2 separate regions of the Mus musculus genome follow, and region 1 is linked to region 2. A link is a contact called in public promoter capture Hi-C data. All regions are on one chromosome and are shown on one strand. The core of a region is the stretch at or near the end of the contact, and the rest is flanking DNA. Distances in the headings are between cores, read along the strand shown. Region 1 has its middle 23 kb from the start of Gm52049. Region 2 holds the start of Spin1 (spindlin 1).

What was found. Promoter capture Hi-C pulls out the DNA fragments that hold promoters and counts their contacts.
Region 1: a promoter capture Hi-C map of embryonic stem cells shows a contact between it and region 2, with 3 times the contacts expected there. The contact joins the enhancer-like site here to the promoter of Spin1 in region 2. A contact is called at or near these places in 17 of 39 promoter capture datasets (the 3T3-L1 cell line, 3T3-L1-derived adipocytes, the C10 cell line and 10 more), 1 of 15 datasets of contacts at CTCF or cohesin (the G1E-ER4 cell line), 14 of 484 Hi-C or Micro-C datasets (adipose-derived mesenchymal stem cells, cerebral cortex, cortical neurons and 5 more), 10 of 115 datasets of contacts at active chromatin or transcription factors (acute myeloid leukemia, astrocytes, cardiomyocytes and 4 more) and 2 of 9 other capture datasets (embryonic stem cells and macrophages).

What each region holds. Positions count from the first base shown.
Region 1 is chr13:51,614,399-51,617,813 of GRCm38.p6, forward strand. No RefSeq gene overlaps it. Among named protein-coding and RNA genes, the nearest start is that of Gm52049, 23 kb to the right of the region's middle. Within about 2 kb of position 1,608, at least 60 of the 459 cell types and tissues checked have an H3K27ac peak or open chromatin away from gene starts, as enhancers often do. A contact at or near this core is called in astrocytes, cerebral cortex, cortical neurons and 4 more, where this site is marked.
Region 2 is chr13:51,099,210-51,102,674 of GRCm38.p6, forward strand. It overlaps Spin1 (spindlin 1), which reads left to right and starts at 1,671. Exons shown (of 6, transcript NM_146043.4): 1 at 1,671-1,781. It overlaps 9430083A17Rik (RIKEN cDNA 9430083A17 gene), which reads right to left and starts at 1,518. Exons shown (of 1, transcript NR_029463.1): 1 at 1-1,518.

The DNA of each region.
Region 1 (3,415 bases), core at 358-2,857, 520 kb after region 2:
GAGTGTTACAGTGTTATTCAAGTTCTTGTTGAGTTTTGTTTTGTTTTGTTTTGTTTTGTTTTGTTTTGTTTTGTTTTTCGAGACAGGGTTTCTCTGTGTAGCCCTGGCTGTCCTGGAACTCACTCTGTAGACCAGGCTGGCCTCGAACTCAGAAATCCGCCTGCCTCTGCCTCCCAAGTGCTGGGATTAAAGGTGTGCGCCACCACGCCCGGCTTTTTTTTTTTTTTTTTTTTTCCTCAATGATGTATCTATTTTGAAAGTGAGATGTTAAAGACTACTACTGTGAGCCATTGCTGTCTGTACGCTCCTTCAATTCTGCTGATATACTTGCTTTATACACTTCTGTACTGTTACGGTGAGTGCATCTGCCTGTATTCTTGTTTGCTCCACACATTGGCCATGGTCAAATGACCACTGTGCCTTATGGCAGATTTTTACTTAAAGCCTACTTTGCATAAGTATAGCCATTCCTGCTTCTGCTTGCAGGAAAGTCTTCCCCATCCAGCTTCTATGTCCTCAGAGCTGATGTGTGTGTGTGTGTGTGTGTGTGTGTGTGTGTATGTGTGTGTCATTGATTTCACAGTATTCCACTCTTCCCCTTATAGGACTTCTGCAGAGAAATCTGCTGATAGCCTTGTGAGGGTCCTGATGCAGGTGGCAGGAATCTTTTCTCTTGGTAATTTCTAAATTCTGTCTGACTTTTAATAAATTGACCACTATATATCTTAGTGTAATCTTATTTTAAAAGCTTTGAATTCACGAGCTTTGGTGTCCACATCTTTCTCAATAGTTGGGGATTTATCATTTGGAAGCTATTATTTCTTCAAGCAAGTTTTCTTCTGATCGATCTTTCTCTTTTCCTTGTGGAACTCCCAGAATGTCCATGCCGGCCCACACTGGGAAGTCTCAGAAATCTATAAGCTCCCTTCACTTGTTTTTATTCTGAATTTTCTTTTCTCTGACTAAAGGGAAAACTTCAAGTGGCCCTTTTCAAGATTACAGAATCGTTTTCCTGCTTAGTCAAGCCTGCTGTTGTACCTCTATCATGCTTCTAAGCTTACTCCATGCATTCCTCAGTTCCAAAACTTCTAGGATTTTTGGTTTTCTTTTTTGTTTTTAGGTTTCCACCTCTGCAGAACTTCTCATTCCATCCATGGAGAGTGGTCTCACAATGACCTCTGTGTGTTCCCTTACAGCTCACTGACATTTCTGATTTTCCGTGTTCTTGAAGCCTTGTGTTGCTACCGACACATCTGGAAAAGCAGGCGTGTCCAGTCATTACTGAATGGCTTTGAAAGAGACAGGCATCCACTACTCACCCGAGCTAGGGATTCTGGGAGTCCCTCTGGTCTTTTCTGTGACTTTATCCCTTTGGCTCACAGTTGGGAAATGCCTTGGAAATATAAACCTCATCTGAATCTCGTAAAGCTAAGCCAAGCTCTGAGTTGTTCCCTTTCCCTGGGACGGTGCCCTGAGTGTTCAAGGTTAGTAGCCTGCTCCCAGCTCGGCAAAGTCCAGCTGGTCGCCTGCATGTGCTTGGGGCAACAAACAAAGGCTTATGCACACTGTGTTGGACAACTCTTCGCTCACTTCCGTGATGCAATGACTAACAAAAGCAATGGAAGGAGGAGTTTATTCTGCTCACCGGCTGGTCCATCATACTGTGGAGATCCTAGAGGGGGTGCAAGACAGCTGGTCGCAGGGCAGCCACAGTCAGGAAACAGATGAACGCCAGTGCCCTCCTCACTCTCTCTTTTTTAAGTCTAGAATCCTAGCCCACGAGATGATGTCACACTCACTTGGGGTGGGTCTTCTTACCTCAACTAGCCCAATCTAGATAAGACACACCCAGAGGCTAACTTAACAAAGTCCCTCATAAGCACGCCCAGGAGGTAATCTATGTGACCCTATATGCCACCAAGTTGACTATCAGCGTTAGTTTATGGGAGACCACTAGCTATTGGGATGTATACAGAATTCCCCGAGACCCATCTAGACTTCTAGCAGGAGCAACTGCAGTGGTGGAGGGATGTGACTGACCTCTCAGAGCTTCCAAGGTATCTGGATGACCAATCATTCTTTGTTGGATTCGAGACCCTGTCATTATGAACCCCGCCCCTTCTCCCCCACCCCACCCCCTTTCCTGCCTAGCCCCAGGCTATTTACTCAGGAAGAGGCAAAGGGTTTGAGTAGACCAAAACAGAACCACGCCTGTTGGGCTCCCACGTGACCAGGAAACCAGGCATTCGTTGTGTTCTTGTTTTCCCTCCTTAGAGAAGTCACCGCAGGAGGATGCTCTTGTCACTGAGTTCTGCAGATGGGGACCGGCCTATGAGACAGTGAACCTGCCTCATCTACTCTCCTTGACAGGCTTGTTCCTCCCAACCCTCACCCCCTTCCTCTAATGAGGTATTGAAGCCTCTCTGCTGAGCTCCCCGGGCCTCCCACAAAGGCATCCGTATGCATGGGCGGTTGCCAAACTCAGTGTGCCTGTGGGATGCTGAGGGCTGCAGTCTCCTGCTGTGCCTATGTTGGCAGTGTCTCTCCGTGTGTTGGTTTGTGAGTCACGAGATGAATGGCTACTTTTTATTGGTGTCTTAATATTCTTCTTTGGTTCTTATTGCTTTAAGAACATAATGCATACACACATGCATAATTTACAGGATCCAGTTGTTAAGACATCAGACAGGTAGATTTTTCTTAGTGGGGAGTGGAGGTCAGTGCCTGCAAGCCCAGCACTTTGGCCACTAAGGCAGGAGGATCATGAGTTCAAGACCAACCTGGGCCACACTAACAGTTACGAGCTAGGTTGGGTTAGAATGAGACTGCATCTCAAACACAATAAAGCAAAAACACCCACAAAAAAAAAAAAAAACAAAAACAAAAAAACAAAAAAAAAAACCAAAACAAAAAAACAATTCCCTTTCTGTTTACCCAGGAAACTAAAGACTTTATACTTATCCTAAAATAACACACACACACCACACCACACCACACACACACACACACACACACACACACACACACACACACACATCTAAGTGAACAGACATTCTGTTAGCTGAAGCTCTATGGATTACAGTCTTACTGAGCCACTGAAATTCTGGAACACATCCAATTATAATGTGCCAACAAGCCAAAACTATTGTAAACTTTGTTAGATATTGATATTAAATGTGCATAATTCAGTGTTTGAAGAGCCCTTTTTCCTAGGAAGAACACACAATTTCCTGGTATCTTAAATACATAGTATTGTGACAAACGTACCTTCTTATTTTTCTGTTTTTCTGCCTGTTGGCTATGGTTGAGTGGTTTGTTGGTTGGTTGGTTTGTTTTGGATCTTTGGGCTTTATGGTTTGGGGGAGTCTTTTGGGGTTGTTTTGTTTATTTTGCCACCTTAAAAGCTGTTAGACAA
Region 2 (3,465 bases), core at 421-2,920:
ACATACCTTTAATCTGGGGCACACTTGTTGGCAGCTTATTTAAAGGACACGGAATAAGGAAGTTTTTGCTCTTTGCTGTCTCACTAGCAAGTCCATTCCTTCACTCACATTATAGCCTGCTTGAGATTCCAGCGTATGCTGAAGACCAGATGAGACATTCAGCTTTCAGTACTGAACAACTACTGAATTCCTGGACCTTCTGTGGGTAGACAGCCATTGCTGGACTAACTTGATCAAAGCCTGTGAGGTATTCTAATACATACTCTTTCCATATGTATATATTCATTTTGTAAGTTCTGTTCCTCTAGAGAACAGAAAAAAAAAAACAAACCAAAAAAAACCAGGCGTGTCACCAAGGAAACGGAAGTGTTCCATACTGTCACTCCAGCCTCCTTCCCTATCACACCCTTCCTTGTTCCTGTCAGCCTCCACGATCAAACATTAAACACAACAAAAGCTAATCTTCTCTCAGTGATCTCCAGGCTGGCTGCATCTCTACTGAAATTAGCCCTCTCTTCGGTCTGTGACTACGTTGCTCCTGCCAAGAATGTCATCTGAGACAAGCATTTTAATTTGAGCAGGCACATATCAATCTTATTTTGAAAAAAAAAAAAAAAGTGCCAATGGAATCCCAAAGAGCACAGCGAACTAAGAGCCGTGCTGCAGGTTTGGAGTGCGCAAAGGGCTTTCCAATAACGTCTTGTAATTCGACCTGGCAACACTCTGGCAGGAGGCTTATTACAATGCGGCAGTGCTACAGCACTCGAGGAACCAGGTCGGTGACCGCCTGGATCCAGACACTGGGTTAAAGGAGGGAAGGAGACCCAGACGAAGCTTCAGGTCCCGTATTTCACTTCCCCTCAAACCAAACCATCCCGGACGTTTTCTTTTTCTCTCTTTCCTTGCCCACAGCCAAACAGATCCTCAATAGGCGATCTTAACTGGAACCAGAGTCGCACGGATTCTCGTGCGATCGTGGGAAGTCTTGGCTTGCAGCCTCGCGAGGAGCCCGGGGTGACTTCTAGAGCAGCGGCTGCAGCTAGGCCAAGGCTAGGTGTTTGCAGCAGCCACCCTCAGCAGGTGTTCGCAGGAGGCCCTGAGCTTTGCAAGCTGAGCCTAGTTCCTCAGCCACTGCGCAGTGCGGCGTACAGCAAGGCGGTGTGTCTTCAAGGGAGCATGGGGGAGCCTATCCATATTTTTAAAGGGCTCGCGTCCTGCAGTCCAAAGCTGCTGCTCCGCAGGAAAGTGCACCTGCGCGGCGCACGGTCATGTGACCTAGCCTCCTGCATCTCCGCAGCTAGCCAGGCAGCTACCCGAGACAGCAGACGTAAGGTCCCAGGACAAAGAGTCAGGATAGCTCCTGGAAGCCGTCCTCCCGTGCAAGAGTAAATACCAACGCCCGCTACTCTCCGTTCGTCTTCCCGACCCTGCTCCGCTTGTAAGAGAGGCCGGCTCTACGCCAGGCCCGCGGCTCCCCAGCGTGTACCTCGCCGCTCCGGGTGCGCGCCCCACCCTCCAGGTGAGCAGCGCCAGGCCCCGCCCCCGCCGCCAGGGCCCGCCTCCCACCCGCGCCTGCGCAGTGCGTCCGGCGGCGCCGGGCGCCGGGGCGGCGCGGCCGTCGCAGTTCGGCGGGCGCAGTGCGCGTGCGCCGTGGCGGCCGGGGGGCGGGCGGCGGCCGCGGCGAGGAGCGGGGGTGGGGAGGCGCCGTCTGGCTCGGGCTGGGCCGGCGGGGAGCACGAGCGAACCACGGCGGCCCCGTGGGCAGCCTCGGTGGCCGACAGGTGAGACGCGCGTGGGGCTGGCTGCAGGGCCGTGAGGGGGGAAGCGAGTGGGCCTCTCACGGCGCGCGGACCCAGGTGAGCATAGCCCGCGGGGCCCCGGGCGCATTGTCCGCGGGCGGCGCCCCTCAGCGCCCCCTGCCGGCCGGGCTCGGTGGGGCCGGGGCGCGGCGGGCTGGGGCCGGGGCGTGCGCGAGTTCCTTTGTTCGTCGCCCCCGCCCGGTCCCCGCCGCCCCCGCCAACATGGCGCTCGCGGGGTCCCTGCCCCAGCCCCGCGGCCGCTTCCCGCGCGCTTTGTTCCGTGCCGGGCGGGGGGCGGGGGCGGGGGCATTGCGTAACCGGGCGGGGGAGGGGCGTGGCGGGACCCCCGCGACGGGTCATCCCGGTGACGCCCTGCCTGGGGGGCTCGGGGCGCGGGCCTGCGTGACCTTGGGTTTGCCTCCCCGAATGCGCCCGATAGATGTGCGGTGCGGATACTGCGCAGCGCCGGGGGTCGCGGTCCCTGGCGGCTTCCTGCACGGATGGTGCGTTCTGGGCCTTTCCGGGAGGCGGGGGGTGTCGGGTTGAGAAATGGCTTCAGTCATCCACGACGTTGCCTGCGCATCTCAAAGTTTGTTTACGCAATTGTTTTTATATTGATTTGGTTTCGATGGTCTATGAATTGGGTTTCGGGTTTTGTAAGGATTTTTCTCTCTGTGTGTGTGTGTGTGTGTGCGCGCGCGCGTGCAGTCTTACTTCTGGTTTAAAGGCTTGTTTATTTATCGTGTACATCCAAAAGCAATACAAGATTCGTTCAAGTGTTGTAAAGGATTTTAGTGTGACTAGCGAGAAAGATGGTATCCGTATCGAAATGCGAATGCCTCACTAACTTTCCTTGGAATTTTCTGGAAGAAGCTGCAGCCTGAAAGGATTGATGGAGAGTAATTGCCTTCTGCATAGCTTTTGTTAGAGAGTGAAAATGAAACCGGATCTTAGACGTTTTTTTACCTATACATCCTGAGCGCACTTCTGAGGTGGTGAAATTTTGGAAAGATAGAAGAGGCACATCTTTAGCCTTTTTAACCCCTTCAGTATTAGTTAATGGGTGAACACGATTTACAGGATGTCCGTTATCAGATTTGGTAATTGTGTATTAACGTAGCCTGCTATGTTTATAAAAACGTGTAGTGTTTCTCTCAATAAGTAAAACGAAATTAGCTTTAAAATCCTACTTTGACATGCCTAAGAAATGGATCAAGCAAAAGGCTTTCAGTCTAAGTGAATTTGTATGAGGTCTCCTGTACTCTAGACTGGCCTTGCGCCACTCTCCTTTTTCCGCCTGGAGTACAATCGAGTGAGGGGCTGTCTTTTTATACTTAGGATTTTTGAAATATATGTGTGTGGATGTTTTGTCTGCATATTTGTCTGTGTACCACATGTGTGTCTGGTGCTCAAGGAGTCCAGAAGAGGGCTCTGAACTCCCGGGACTGGAGTTAGACAATGGGAGTGCTGGGAATCAAACACGGGTCCTTTGGAAGAACAGCCAGTGAGTGCTCTTAACCGCTGAGCCATGCTTAAGGTTTTTTAAAAATAGATTTTCACTATGGAATTTCTCTAGTCAAGCCCACTTTAGTGTTCAAAGGAGGTGCTTTAAGCCTTTCTGGGATAGCTAAGCTCTGATGCTGCCCATCTCTTACATAGGATAGGG